Regions from separate parts of the Mus musculus genome. Here all the other regions are linked to region 1. The links are chromatin contacts, called in public promoter capture Hi-C maps. All regions are on one chromosome and are shown on one strand. The core of a region is the stretch at or near the end of the contact, and the rest is flanking DNA. Distances in the headings are between cores, read along the strand shown. Region 1 holds the start of Idh3b (isocitrate dehydrogenase 3 (NAD+) beta). Region 2 holds the start of Fbln7 (fibulin 7). Region 3 holds the start of Ttl (tubulin tyrosine ligase). Region 4 holds the start of Chchd5 (coiled-coil-helix-coiled-coil-helix domain containing 5).

Region 1 (3,683 bases), core at 733-3,232:
CTCTCATGTCTAATCCAAAACAACACATGCCTCTAGTGGGCACTTCCAAATCTGACTTCTTTTTGAAGGTTATGTGAATATGTCATATAGTACTGGTGGTCGTCTAGGGGAGTGCCAGGTTTGTTCCTTGAAATGGACAGAGAACTGAGTGTTCAAGAAAGACAGAAGACCAAGCCATAGAGAAAGCAAAAGTAGAAGTTTTATCTTTTCGAATTGGGAGAGGCCCTAAAGCTGGGAGTCCACTATATTGATGCTGTTTGTGTATTTTTAAAAATATTTATTTTATGTGTATGCCCTTGAGTGTATGTATGTGCATCATATGCATACAAGGGTCAGAAGAAGTATTGGATCCCCAGGAACTGGAATTACAGATGGTTGTGAGCTGTCATGTGGGTGCCGGGAACAAAATCTGGGTCCTCTGCAAGAGCAGTAAATGCTCGTAACTACGGAGCAGCCTCTACCCACCCCCATGTATCTGCTTGTGTACTTTATAGGGCCCTAGAGTCTTCTCCCTGATGGTCCTGCTCAGATACCTGATGTGCCTTGAGTGAAAATGGCCAGTTTGAACTGGAGAGAGAGAGAGAGAGAGAGAGCCCAGCTGCTTCCTGATCTTGCTGCCGTCCCTTCCCCTCTGTGGTGACTGGGGTCTCCTGGAGCCATGAGCTAAAGTAAATCTGTTCTTTCGAAAGCTGCTTTTGTCTGTGTTTTGTCCCAACAATGATAAAAGTAATTGATACAAGTCCATTAGGCAGGCATGGGGTACACGCCTTTAATCCTAGCACTTAGAAAGCAAAGAGGCAGGTGGATCTCTCTGAGTTCCAGGTCAGCCTGGTCTACATAGGAAGTTATAGGTCAACCAGGGATATAAAGAGAGATCCTGTCTCAACAAAACATACATGCCTGTTCTGATACACTTTCCGTGTAGCACTCAATAAATTATATGAGATACTCAACATTCTATTATAAAATAGACACTGGGTTTAGCAATCTAATGGAGTTTTGAGAGGAGATGATATAGAGGACCCGCCCCCCATCCAGGATCCCTGGGGACATAACTAAGCAGCTAAATCAATGTCAGTAACTCTTTATTTCCAGAAGTAGTGGGAGAGAAACTATCAGCTATCATGATGAATGAGTTTTCTGTTTACTGCATGAGAACAAATTCATGAGTGAAACACACACAGATCTATAATCAAACTATTGAAAACACACCATTTCACCTGTAATACATACATGGCTAGAGGTGCCCTGCAGGATAGTTATAATCTTCATCATATGTACAAAGGAGAATGTACAGGGATATACACAGCAATGTTGCTGAGAAGAGCCCAAATCAGATTTCATACTAGGTATCTGCCTATTTAAGAAAGGATTAAGCAATTTAGTAAATTTAAATTATAGCATACTATACAGTGGAGCAAAAGAATTAGCTTTTATTTTTCAGCTTCTTTTTTTTTTTTTCCAGGATGTGGTGGTGCACACCTTTAATTCCAGCACTTGGGAGGTGGAGGCAGGCGGGTCTATGAGTTTGAGGCCAGCCTGGTCTACAGAGCTACCTCATCAACTCCAAGTTAGTTTTCTTATCATAACCAGTTTTCTTTGTAATCTGAATTATTTTACCTATTTAAAAGAATTCTAAGTGACTAACAGTGAGTACTAGTTAAGAGAATAACGCATAACAGAACATTCAAACATTCACAAATTCCCAAGACTTCTCAACTTATTGTTAAACTCACATCCTTGTTCAATACTTGGCCATATATATTTGGATGTTGTTTTGAATTTTCAAGAGAAATTAAATCTGACGAGTGAAAACAAAGCAAACAGACAAACTGGTTGTGTGTCCTGTGACCCTACATTACCAAACAGAAGGAGAGAACTCAAGTGAATCCGTACACACCGCCGATTGGTACGGGAGAAAGAACCGCCAAGCTCGCCAGGGCTGACAGGAAGTCCAGCTCCCACGACCGCGCTCGCTTCCGGCGTCACTTCCCCCGCGACTTCCTCGGCCGAACATGGCAGCGCTGAGCAATGTCCGCTGGCTGACCCGAGTGAGGCCCGGGACGACCTGAGCGGAGGGTGGGCGGGAGAACAGAGGGTTTGTCCGCGGTTTCCAAAAGAAGGCAAGGTCATCGCGGTGTAAGGGGCCGCGGTGTCCCCGATCTGACCTTGTGTCTGTCGCAGGCGGTGCTCGCCGCTCGGAACTCCGGGGCATGGAGAGGTCTCGGAACATCTACGGCTCACGCCGCTTCCCAGAGCCAGGTACGCTTGAGTCCAGCTTCGTTCTCGCCCATCCTTGTCGCCTCCTTGCCGCTCCCCTGGGTTTCCCCTCCCCACCTCTTTCCCTCTGACTCCCACTTCTGCCCCTGCTCCATCTCTGCTGGCCCCACTCACAGGCACAAGATGTGAGGGTGGAGGGTGCCTTTCCTGTGACCATGCTGCCTGGAGACGGCGTGGGGCCAGAGCTCATGCATGCTGTCAAGGAAGTGTTCAAGGTGAATAGCCCGGGGCGGGGGATGGGTGGCGGATCAGGCTACAGGGATGGATGGGTTGTTGGAAAGTTCAGACCTGACCCAGCCCTGTGCTTGGACTTATCCCTGAAGGCTGCTGCTGTCCCTGTGGAATTTAAGGAGCATCATCTGAGCGAGGTGCAGAATATGGCTTCTGAGGAGAAGCTGGAGCAGGTGCTGAGTTCCATGAAGGAGAACAAAGTTGCCATCATTGGTTTGTATGGCACTCTGTCATTTAAGAGCAGTGTTCATAAAGCCCCTCTCTCTGCAGTGTGTATATATCAGTTTTCCAGACTGGCCTCTACTGACATTTAGGAATTTGTTTCTTCTCAGTGGCAAACCAGGAGTTAGTGATGTCAGGAAGGGGTTGGGACCTGCTGAGGCTGTGTCACCGGGGTCAGACCCTGTTAGTTGTGTCTGCGTGCCCATTCTTTTTTGGTTTGTTCATTTATTGTTTGTTGTTGTTGTTGTTGTTGTTGTTAGTTTTTCCAGGTAGGGTTTCTCTGTGTAGCCCCGGCTGTTCTGGAACTCTCTGTAGACCAGGCTGGACTCGAACTCACAGAGATCTGCCTGCCTCTGCCTCTCTGCTCTCTGCCTCTGCCTCCCAAGGGCTGAGATTAAAGGCACGGCCACCCTAACCCAGTGTGCGCTGATCATTCTAACCACTCCATTTCTTCTCTTGTGCTGTTTTATTCCCCATATTGGATTTTTAAAAATTTATTTATTTATTTATTTATTTAGCTTGTAGGTTTCCTCCTATAGACCCACTTTCTTGGACAGCCTCACTTGCAGGGCCAGCTTTTGCAGAGGAAAGTCAGTTCTTTATAATCTGGCCCCTGATGTTCCTGTTTTCCTTTCTACAATTTGTTCTGTGCGTTGCTCACAATCCGCTGTCCTAATTGTCCTGTATATGTCACTGTGTCACCTATCAGGATCTCCACTCACTTGTGGCATTAGTTTCCTATGACTGCCATTGGATGCTACTGAAAATAACATATATAATTCAGTTCCTGAAGCTACAGTCCCTCTAAGTTCCTTGGGGCAAGTTTGATCCTCACCAGCAAAATACCCAATTTCCTTTTCTTGTTTTTTCTTTGTGCACAACTACTATCAAATGGCAATCAACCAACAACCCCTCTCTGCTTCTCAGGACCCTAACATTTCTATACCCTC
Region 2 (3,683 bases), core at 657-3,156, 1.4 Mb after region 1:
TCCTTTAGCCTCCTCTGGTTTCACCTACAAATGTTTTGCAGATAAAGAAGGCTATGCTTGGCGTCGAGGGGCTGAGAAAGCCTGGCCAGGGCACGGCAGGGATTGGATCTTAGTGTCGCAAGAGCATGTTCAAAGTGAGGCAAGCTCAGTGCTGCCTCTGCACCAGATTACCAGTTGCCCTAATCTCACTATTTCCCACCTCGCCCCGTGGGACAGATGCCCACCCACTATCACGAGATGATTGGTCTCCGGAACGTCTACTCTTCTCATGCCCTGCCCCTTTGCAGCCTGGGATGGGGGAGCCCAGTGGAGATGTATCTTCTGTGCTTCTGGCACTGGGCATGGGGTGAAGGTTTGGTTTGGCTTTGTAATCTGCAAAACTAGGGAGATCCCATTGCTCTGGTGGGTGGGCTCACAGTAGCCCCAGGCTGGGTCCTGGCCATTTGGCTGTTGAGCAACTTCCTGTGACTCCCACTCATTACCTTCCGCACTAACAGGAGCAGGTCTGATCTAAACCAAATTCTCCAGGCTCGGAAAGCCTTGCTGCACCCCAGGGGACTTCTCAGTATCCCCGGGGAAACTTGCCAGTGCACAGCAATTTAGCCCCAGAACATGGAGCATGGACAAAGATCAGGTCAGAGTCCAGTCAGAGAGGGAATTTATACCACTTCTTCCTGACTGGGTGGTCTTAAAGAAGGATCTGGACACTCAGCAGGCACCCAGCCTCCCTGCACATCCTGCAGCTGTTTATGCTGCTGTTGGCATGGTTGAAGAAGCTGCTTCAGGACTCTCGTTGAGGGACCTCTGTCTGCTGACACGCGTTTGATGGAAGCTGACCTGAACCTGACAATACAAAGTCTCTCAAATACATTTTTATTTACAGTCTCAATTTTAAAAGTCAGTTTCCAATGGTTAATAAAATAATAATAATAATACTTATTGTTGTTGTTGTTGTTATTGTTATAAAATCTAGCCAAGCAAATAAATCCAGTGGGATTTGGAGACGTAAATGTCAAAAAAAAAAGAGAAAGAAAGAAAGGAAGGAAAGAAGGAAGGAAGGGAGGGAGGGAGGGGGAGCGAGGGAGAGAGAGAGAGAGAGAGAGAGAGAGAGAGAGAGAGAGAGAGAAAGAAGGAGAGAAGGAGAGAAGGAGAGAAAGAGAGAAAGGGAAAGGGAAAGAAAAGAAAAGAAAAGACCCTGCTGTTCATATGGGTGTGTAAGAAAATATAATTGCAACTCTGAGGCTTCGGGTGCTCAGGATAGGACCACCTGAGGATCCATCAGGCCACTGGTAAGAATTTCTGAGAGTGGTTAGGGTGTGGTGGCAGCAAGAATATTTCAGTTAGAAACGTAAATGTTGGGTTTGGAGAGCACGAACATTCTCTAACAGAATTGGGCGGCCAGGTGTTCTCACCAAGACCCACAAAAGACCAGTGTCTCAGAAATCCTTGGGTAACTTTCCCGGGCTGGCGATTCCCACGCGGAGCCACCTTCTCCCGTTGGGCTGCAGCAGCCCAGGTCGCCTGCAATGACAGATGGAGGACCCCGCTCCTCTCTCCATCAACCAAACCCCAGCCCTAGACTCCGCTCCAAGTCCCAACTCCAGCACAGGAGTGGAGCATGGCATGCCCTGGCCTCGGCGCTACCTCCTTGGGAAGCGGGACTCCAAGACGCACTGCGGGGGACACTGACCTGGAAAGCCCGCGCTCCGGGGCTGGCGAGGAGCAGCAAGAGGAGGAAAAGCGCGCGCTGTGAGCCCGGTCCCATCTTGCCACTCACAGCCTTGCTGCTGGGGAAGGCAGGTCGCTGTTCTCTGGCCGCAGTGCGCGGGTCCCTTGCAGCTTCCAAGGCCACTAGTCCGCAGCCGCCTGCACGGGACTGTCCCGACGACGCGGGGAGGCGCCAGCCCTGTGGCGGAGGCGAGAGAGGAGGAGCTGTGGAGCCTGGAATGCGCCTGGGAGCTCGCCCAATCCTCTGCTCTGGGAAAAGAACGGGTGCGACGCCTCGCGACCAAGGGTGGCCAGTGTCCACCCTGGGCTGCCCCACTGTCCGCAGTCCCCACTGCCCGCCGGGAGAGACCTAGGCCCCTGCCAACTACACGCGGCTGATTGATGAGCCAAATTTAGGACTGTCCCACTTCAAAGCCCACATAAGGACATCTTCCTCTAGGACAACAGAGAACAGGGTTAGTATGGCAGAAAGATGGCCTTCATAAATTGGACCAGGTTAGACCGTCTCTTCTTAAACCGTGGGCCGAAAAAAATGGGAGCTGAGTTACTGATTTTAGCAAATGGTGAGGCACGAAACCAAAAATTAATTCAAAATCAAATATAATGAATCCAAGGTATCCTTGGTCTCCATAACTGCTACTGGTCAGATGTCCAGGGGCACCACGGGAATGATCACACACGCACACACACACACACACACACACACACACACACCTAGGACACTTGGCTCAGATCTCAGACTAACTTATGTTACGAAATGAAGTGGTTTTACTGTACACGCTAAGTTTTTTGCTACTTTGTACTACTTACTTATATGAGGTGGTGTGCTCCGTGTGACAATTTTATAACCAAACAATCAATTTAGGGGGGGAAAAAAGTCAAAACTGCTTCTTATTCTTCAATATCAAATATTCAGCCAAGATTTAATTCTTCATGTAAAAATTAATAAAGCATATCAAATTTCCTTTAATTTTAATAAAGGATAAAATTATATTTATAGCAAATAATTACTTTAAAATAAATTTATGATTTATTACCAGTACGTGTTTGATCTGTACACTTCTTCATGTGCCTGAATTCCTAAGGTTGCAGAAATATTTCTCAGTGAAAAGAGACTGAGAGCAAGAAGTTTAAAGGGCTCTGAGTTAGACTAAGTCACCCTTTGGACAACTCTGCCAGTTTTTAAATCAATTCTCCCTAGGGCTTTTGGAAGGCGCGTGCTCAGTGACTAAGTTAAGAGGGCGCATGCTCAGTGACTAGGTTAGGAGGGCGCATGCTCAGTGACTAAGTAGGGCACATGCTCCGTGACGAAGAGTCTACAGCCTTCCTTCTAGTTTTCCGTCTGTTTCCCAAGGGTTTAAAGTAAAGGCCCAGCTACAGAACACGCCTGGGGTCTAGTTAGGTAACAGCCCTGTGACAGGCATGGAATTGAGGTTCCTGTACTCAGGCTATGAGTGAACCAGATGTCTCGGACCTCTCTACTCCTGGAAAACGTAATTTAGTTCTCCCTGCAAGGACATTTTGTGAAGCTCACTCTTCTGTATGGAATGGTTCTGAGCTGCTTTAGATGGAAAGCAGAAGGCAAGCCGAGAGTCCTCTCTTGGCCTGTTAGAGATGCTATAACAAAGTACTCCAGACTAGGCAGTGTACAAACAATACAATGTGTGCCGCGAGGCTCTGCAAGCTAGGTTCAAGATCAAGGCATCCACAGGCAGAACTGATGTCCGTAAAGTTTACTTCATCCTCACTTGTGGGAACAGACAGGAGATCGATAAGGATTCCGGCGTGGGGTGGTGGTGGTGGTGGTGGTGGGGGAGACAGGGTTTCTTTATGTAGCTCTGGCTGTACTGGAACTTGGTCTGTAGACCGGCTGCCCTTGAATTCAGAGATCCTCCTGCTTCTGCCTCCCAAGTGATAGGATTAAAGACATGTGCCACCAGCAGCAGCATGAGGTC
Region 3 (3,683 bases), core at 802-3,301, 1.2 Mb after region 1:
TTAATCCAACCATAGCACACAACCAAATCAGAACTTTCAGACATTATCTGGTTTGCACAATCTCCCTTGGGAAGACAAGCCCAAGTCCCTGTTGACCTGGTACCTTCTCGCCCTATTGGCCCCGACCTTTCAGCGCCTGAACATGACTCTCCGTGCTTTCTCCGTGGGTTTTATGCAGCCCACTTTAGACAAAAAGAGAATCCTCCCAACGGCAAGGGATTAGAACCATTTTATTTAGAGAATACATCTGTCTTTTCCATAAAAATAAAATGTGCTGGTCATCTGCTAAATTCATGTTGCCTTCTCAGGCCTGGGATTCCAAAGGGTTTCTATCTGTCAGCACACTGACAAGGCCAGTCACTCCCACACCAGGCTGGGAGAGCCTTTTGGTTCTACCTAGGTTCTTACCACCAGGCATTGTCAGGTGCCAGCAAGGGAAGCAGTAAAGTTAGGAGAAACGACCCAGTCAGCCGCTCCTGTGCTTCTCTCAGGGAACTTAGTTTTGAGGGGCTTTCTTTGCTGAGCCCTTCCGGAGGAATCTGCTACCACAGGACATCAGTTTCTAAGCACATTTTCTAGTCTGTGACGTCTGAGTCTTCCAACCACCACTCCATGGAGTCGCCACGCTAGAGTATAAACATGTATAATAATGAAAAGTTGTCCCTGAACTAATTCAGTAAGACTAAGCCTTAACAAACTTCATTCCATAAGCCATCATAGCTTGCTGTGGCTATAATGTCACCCAAGTGCCCTATGCAAGCTTGCCAAATTGCCTGTTAGTTCCAAACAAACTGCTTTCCGTTTAGCCTCATCCACCGCTGACCACACCTATGTCTGAAAAAAACCTCTCCTCTTCAGGACACGGGACACTACTTTCTGGGGTGTTTGCTAAGGTAGAGATGCCCCCCTCCTCTTCTGTCCTTGAAATACAAATGATCCCACCCCCAAGTGAAATTCTGGAAAAGAACCAGACACCCAGAGAGAGGCAAGCCCTCCCCAGATGACTATGTAGTGAAGGGACCATGAGACCAGGTTCAAGTCTGTGGGATGCTAGTTGAACCCATTAGGACAACTTCAAGATTACGTCATTTAAAAGGGAGTTGCTGTCCCTTCCTACATGAGAGTACGCGAATAGAATGGTACCAAGCCAGTTTCGCACATGTGGATGAGGAGAGCAAAAGTCACCCAAGATCGTGTAAGAAAACATCACTAAATGCAGCTGCAAATGTAAACTTTTGGTGCAGCTAAAGGAAAGGTCTGAAATGGAACAGCTCCCCACGCTCCAGCTTCCCTGGAAGCTCCTGCTTTGGGTAAGTCAGTGAGTTTTCTCCAAATTCCCTGCCGGTTCATCTTGGCCTCCGGGTAACCCAAGCCTCGGCGGTTTCAACTCCCCTTCCACGCCCACACCACACAGAGCTGAATCCTAAGTGGCGGAAAGCTGCAAGATGACTGATGCGGGCCCAGGGAAGCAGGGGAACCAGGCCGACACCCTGAGTGCGGGTATAGGTCACTGTCAGCAGACAGGGCAACCGCACCCAGACTCCGTTCCAAATCCAGCTACGGGTTTAGGTCTTGCTAGACCCATTTTATATCTGCTAAGGTGAGCTCGCGCCTAGGGAAGATTAATGACCTTAAAAAACAAAAGCGCTCGCTCTCCGATTCATGCGCGCAGCGGCCACGAGGGAAGGGCTCACCTAGTCTCCCGAAGGGCAGTCGGTTCCTCTCCCCCAGCATCAGGTTGAACCTGGGGTTGTCTCGCCGTAGCCTCTTCCAGTAGCCGGTGGCCAGCAGCAGCCGGGAGACCTCGGCGTAGACGCTGCTATTCTCGTCGCGCACCACGAAGGTGTACATGGCGAAGGGCAGCGCGCCCCGCAGCCGCTACACGAGTCCAGGGCACGGCGGCCCCGCGTGCACACTGCCCCAGCCTCAGCCTCAGCCCCGCTGTCGGTCTAATTCCAGGGCCGCGCCTCCGGATTACCCTAGTGTCTGCCCTGGGCGCCCGCGCCACCGCCCGAGTGGCGAGCGCCACCCGGACGCCGCGCCCACCCCCAGCGCCCCGCCCACCGCCGGCGCCCCGCCCACGACCGTGATTCCGCGCGGCGCTAAGGGCAGGTCTGCGGGTTGCGGCGGCAGGAGCTCCCAAGCAGGGCCCACCAGGGCCGCCCCGCCACTCAGTGTGTGGCCGGTGACATGGGTCTCAAGTGTGGCTGCAGTAATAGCAAACTGCGGTGGAGAGACCAAGGGAAATAATTCCAGCTGCGCCATAGCCCGCCAATATCCCTTTCCGCCCTCTGTCTGGGTCTTCCACCAAGTTCAAAATCAGATTTGGTGGATGAAACAAAAGATCCAGGCATGGGTGTAGCTCAGTTGGTAGAGTGCTTGCTTAGCCAGCACTGAGCTCTGGGTTTGATCTGGGTGCGGTAAAATCGGACACATGTCAGGAGCCATAATGGGACAAGCTAATAACTAGCAGGTGATCATCCTGAAGTAGCCTGCCTTGGATTATTATATAATCTGCGACAGTGAGCCCTCATTAAGCAAGGCTATGAGGGACTCATTTTAGGAAAGATTCCTGCTGAGATAGAACAAAGGCTGTATTGCTTAATCCTCCCCTGATAGGCTACAGGTGTTAATCGCCTAAGCCAGCAAGCAAGCCCTCAGAAAGAGCAAGAAAGTTTTTAGGACTTTTTAGAAGTTATCATCAGCATTTCAGTATAATTAGAGAGCTAGAAAGCCCCAAGACCCTCAGACGTTAAAGCCATCACCAGAGTCCTTACTCTGTGACTCCACTGCTACCCCTGGCCCGGGCCAGGAGGCTCCCAATGTTCTAATTTGGCACCCGAACAGCGACATTGAATAAGGTAAGTGGACACAGATAGGACTCTTAACTGGGTCTTACAAATCCATTGGACAAGGAGTGTGCAGTTAAATTGTCTTCTGCCATCAGTAGAGGCGGATAGTTGGGGCCATCAGTTCCTGGTTGGGTACCATCAGTGCCCATGTTAAGCCAGGAGCCATCAGCTCTGGCTTTTATTGCCTGCTGCCATCAGCAGAGGCTGATACTAGGTGCCATCAGTGCCTAGCTGTTCTGTTGGAAGCTATCAGCACCCGTCTTAGGTCAGAAGACATCAGTTCTGGGTTGTGTGCATTTCATGGGTATCTCTCAAGATGGGACAAAGTGAATCTACAGATAGAGAGTTCTTTACAGATATTAATAAGTATACTCTTAAGAAAAGAGTCTTAGCTGGGCAATGGTGGAGCACGCCCTTAATCCCAGCACTTGGGAGGCAGAGGCAGGCGGATTTCTGAGTTCGAGGCCAGCCTGGTCTACAGAGTGAGTTCCAGGACAGCCAGAACTATATACAGAGAAACCCTGTCTCGAAAAACTAAACCAAACCAAAACAAAACAAAAAACCCGAAAGAAAGAAAGAAAGAAAGAAAGAAAGAAAAGTCTTTAAGGTTAAAACTAGCCATCTGACTGACTTTCTTCAGTTTGTACAGTCAGTCCCTGGCTCCCAGAAAGGGGAAGTTTAGATGTGGATACATGGAAGAAGTTAGGGTTAGATATTAAAAACTGGTTTATAGAGAATGGAGGAAAAGGTGTGCCCCTTACAGCATTTGCTCTTCGTTTGCTATTTGGAATACACTTGAGGAAACATTAGCAGATGACAGAAAGGCCTTAG
Region 4 (3,683 bases), core at 760-3,259, 1.2 Mb after region 1:
AGAGGTTAACCTCTAGCCAAGAACTCTCCTGAAGCATGAGATCTAAGGGAAATGATAGGGTGTGGCCCGGGATGCAGGGAGCTGATAGAGCTTAAGAGCCAGGGAGCAGGAATGGGGGGACAGAGGAAGCTTTTGGGGAGACATATCCTGTACACAGAATAAGAATTAGACAGGAGATGGATAAGCAAAGCAGCTATGCTCCTGAGCACCCGTACATTTGTCCACTGAGGATGGAGTATGGAGTTTGAGGTGGAGAGTGGAGAGGTGGGACCAGGTCACCCGGGATGCAGGCTGCACTGGGGTGAGAGCTGGTCTGGTAGAACAGAAACCACAAAGAGCTTTCTATGCAGAAGCCAACATGCTAAGATGTCCTCTGAGTCCATTCTGAGACCATCACATAAGGACTGGAAAGGACAAGATGAGCCAACACACTAGCCCAAAAGAAGGCGAGAAAGAAAAGGCAGAGCTGCAGGGACAGAGAGCCCAGAGGTGCTCAGATGAGGGCGGTCGAAGGTGTGAACTTTCCCTTGGAGAGATCCAGCAAGAGCAGCAAGGGAGGGAGGGTTTCTCACGCTTTCCTCCATTTCTGCCAAATCCAGAACATTTTAAAGACTTTTTCCTAATGGCTACATCAATAACAGTTTAGTATTTCAGACATATTGTATATGTATTTATGTATTGTATACATTAGCAAGATCCTTTTCTGTGCACCCCTCCACCTCACCCCCTCACCCCTACCAGCACAGCTGGAAAGTAGTGAAGGGGACACAGTGGCTGAGGAAAGGAAGAACACAGGATCCAGTAAGAATCAGGGACTTTGTTCCAGTGTGAATTGGTGGCCACCAGAGAGTTTTAAGCAAGGGATTATCATTACTAGAATCCAGGTCATTATATGGAACACAGAGGGTCTGGCAAGCCGGGGAAAGGCTGGGGCAGGTGCCCTGGCAGAGGGGAGTGTGAAAGGTGGTGACAAGCAGAGGCATGTCCACTCGGGGACAGAGAACCATGGTTTTTAGATTCTTGGATGCATAGCCAAGGCCATGTATGGGAATGGGGCTGGGACTGGTTCTGGAAGGTATTTAAACTAGAAAATGAAGGGAGTTGTGAAAGGAAAAAGCTACGATCAAGTTAGCCTCCTTTACCTCTCCAGTTGTGGGTGAACTTGGTGGCTGCACCTGCTCTGCACACTGCAGGAAGCGGCGCATGTGTTCAGCACAGTTGCCCACTGCTGCCTCATTCAAGCGAAGACACTTCTCAAAGGCTTCAAAGGGCTCAGCACAGGCCTGGCGGATCTGGCGGATGATCGGGCTGTGGGGGGTAGGGCATTTTAGACCCTGAAGCATTCAAACCCTACTGCCTGGCACCCTCTAGCCCCCAGTTGTACACTCACTGGGAGGACGTGCAGCGAGCAATGCTCATCTTAAGGTGGTGACAATCTCGATGCCACGACTCTGGCTTGGCTGCCACACATTGGCCATACTGATCCAGCTCTCGGCTGCAGTATCGAGCAGTGACTTCCAGGGCTGCCTGCCTGTGGGACAGGGTAAACTGAAGATAATCTCAAGAGAAGGCAAGAAAGAGTTCTGATTTTGATCTGTGATTGGACTAGTCTGGATTGGGGGTGGGGGGTGTAAAGATCCTGTGATAGGGACAACCAACGAGGGGCAGAAATAAGCGCCGATCCCTGCGCGTTGTGGAACAAGGTGGGATTTCCCGGGAGATCGTGGAAGTCCTAAGACAAAAAGTCTGGCTATTGTGAAGCAGGCCTGGAGTCTTGAATTCAGTCATTTCCCGTTGGGGACCGTGCAGTCTGACAAGCATGATCTAGAGTTATAGGGAGTTGTAACTCACATCTCCAGGCGAATTCAAGCGCCGATCAGTCAGGGAGAAGAGACCCGCCTTTTCCGGTATCAGGTTGTTATGGCGGCGCCCAACCCAGACCTCCTGGCCTCACTCTTCCGGTCGTCGAGCGTCCCTGCCACTCATCCCACATTGGTCCAACCTTCATGGCTGTGTCCTGCTTTGCTTTCCGCCTCACTGCCTATCCGGGAGGAGGCCCCTGTAACTACTTCCGGTCCGTCAGCTATTTTAGTTTATTTACTTCCGGCTTGTGGTGGTCGCGTTTAGTGATCACCGGAAGCAGGACTTCGGCCGTGATCGAGCAGCCAGGCACAGAGCACCAGAGCTGGTTCCCTGTAGGTCAGATCTACAGCCGCTCGCGCTGCCACTTTCCCGGCTGGAGTTGAGGCCACCGGCCCGCGTGACTATGGCTCGGCACACGCTGCGGCTGAGGCGGCAGCTGTGCCCGCCGCTGCTAGTTTAGGAACACGGGGATTGCCCTCTCAGGCTGAGCTACCAGTGGCTTTCCGCCACTGCGTATTCTCCTCCTGACTTTAGTTCCAACTTGACGGAAAGGAATGATCTTAAACGCCACATTGGGCTTCCCATCCGATTATTCACTCAGACATGTCCTTTTCCTGCCATAGGTGGTAAAGGCAGGATGAGAGTGGGTTTTATTGCTTGCTCCTTGCAATCGTGCACAAATTATTTTCTTTGTAATTTCCTTAGGTGGTGTTTGCACCCTCTCCACATTTGCCTTCAGATTATAGGGCTAGACCTGGAAGTTCATTTCCCTGTAAGGCTAAATATTCCTCATATGGAGAGGCCTAAGCTAGAGAAAATGAGCGGTAAGGTGATTACCTTAGCACGCAGTTGTAAAATGAGAACGACTGCTTTGGCCTTCATAATATACAGTGACACTTTCATTTTTGGGAAACTTGACACTCCACACTTCTAGTTTCCTTTTGTCTGGTTGCTGTCAAAAGAGTCATTAAGAATGGAATGGAGAGAACTAGATAACCCTAAGGTTTGAAGTGAAGCGGATCTGAGAAATGCAGGTCTCAAGAGTGCTTCTGTTACTGGGGTTCCCTTCTGGGGAGCTCATTAATGAAAGAACTTTAAAAGGTACTCATTTAGGACAATCAAGGGCAATGTTATTGGTCTGAGAGAAAACACCAGGACAGGCACGCTGTAAATGTCAGTAGCCGCTAAGAGGGAGCAGGAAAAGGAAACTAGGGACATGTGTGTGATGTACATGTGTGCAGGCAGAGGCTGGCGGCAGGTGGCTTCCTCTATTGCTTGACACCTGAAGCTTTTTGGAGACAGGGTGTCACTGAACCTTAAAACCCACCAGTGAACATCCAGGAGCTGTCTCCTCATCCCAACACTGGGATTCCAAGTCTGCCCTACCATGCCTTTTCTGCAGGTTTTTATGCAGGTGTTGGAGATCCACAACTCAGGTCTTCCTGCTTGCATAGCAAGCACTTTAGTCAGCCATTCCTTCACTCCCTCCCCTATTTCTTATGAAATCAGGTAACTATCTTATGACGCAATAATTGCTTCTTGAACGTTTGTCCCAGATACAAGAAGTTTATATCTACACACAAGCATGCATGTGGCCTTCCAGAGAAGCTTTCTCTCTTAGTGCCCCAAACTGGAATCAAAATGTCCTTCAAAGTGGATGGCAAAAGTAGGTCACCCATACTGTGGAGTACTATACAGCAATGCAAAGGCATGAACTCACACATACAACTTCCACAAATTTAAAGTAAACTGTTAAGTAAAAAAGAAAAAGTCCATTTCAGAATATGCCATGATTCTATTTACATGTATTTCTTGAAATT

The links. Promoter capture Hi-C pulls out the DNA fragments that hold promoters and counts their contacts.
Region 2: a contact with region 1 is called in a promoter capture Hi-C map of liver, with 4 times the contacts expected there. The contact joins the promoter of Fbln7 here to the promoter of Idh3b in region 1. A contact is called at or near these places in 2 of 39 promoter capture datasets (both in liver) and 2 of 115 datasets of contacts at active chromatin or transcription factors (astrocytes and pancreatic cancer cells).
Region 3: a contact with region 1 is called in a promoter capture Hi-C map of liver, with 4 times the contacts expected there. The contact joins the promoter of Ttl here to the promoter of Idh3b in region 1. A contact is called at or near these places in 3 of 39 promoter capture datasets (liver and neutrophils) and 1 of 115 datasets of contacts at active chromatin or transcription factors (astrocytes).
Region 4: a promoter capture Hi-C map of liver shows a contact between it and region 1, with 5 times the contacts expected there. The contact joins the promoter of Chchd5 here to the promoter of Idh3b in region 1. A contact is called at or near these places in 7 of 39 promoter capture datasets (the 3T3-L1 cell line, the C10 cell line, embryonic stem cells and 3 more), 2 of 115 datasets of contacts at active chromatin or transcription factors (astrocytes and embryonic stem cells) and 3 of 9 other capture datasets (adipose tissue, liver and pancreatic islet).

What each region holds. Positions count from the first base shown.
Region 1 is chr2:130,282,750-130,286,432 of GRCm38.p6, reverse strand. It overlaps Idh3b (isocitrate dehydrogenase 3 (NAD+) beta), which reads left to right and starts at 1,982. Exons shown (of 12, transcript NM_130884.4): 1 at 1,982-2,051; 2 at 2,185-2,262; 3 at 2,397-2,495; 4 at 2,604-2,724. The coding sequence starts at 2,016.
Region 2 is chr2:128,862,155-128,865,837 of GRCm38.p6, reverse strand. It overlaps Fbln7 (fibulin 7), which reads right to left and starts at 1,906. Exons shown (of 8, transcript NM_024237.4): 1 at 1,691-1,906. The coding sequence starts at 1,765.
Region 3 is chr2:129,064,315-129,067,997 of GRCm38.p6, reverse strand. It overlaps Ttl (tubulin tyrosine ligase), which reads right to left and starts at 2,051. Exons shown (of 7, transcript NM_027192.2): 1 at 1,695-2,051. The coding sequence starts at 1,851. Vinac1 (vinculin/alpha-catenin family member 1) reads left to right here and starts at 2,089. Exons shown (of 11, transcript NM_001370941.1): 1 at 2,089-2,861.
Region 4 is chr2:129,128,026-129,131,708 of GRCm38.p6, reverse strand. It overlaps Chchd5 (coiled-coil-helix-coiled-coil-helix domain containing 5), which reads right to left and starts at 2,009. Exons shown (of 4, transcript NM_025395.3): 1 at 1,852-2,009; 2 at 1,391-1,531; 3 at 1,143-1,308. The coding sequence starts at 1,853. It also overlaps a transcript of Polr1b not described here.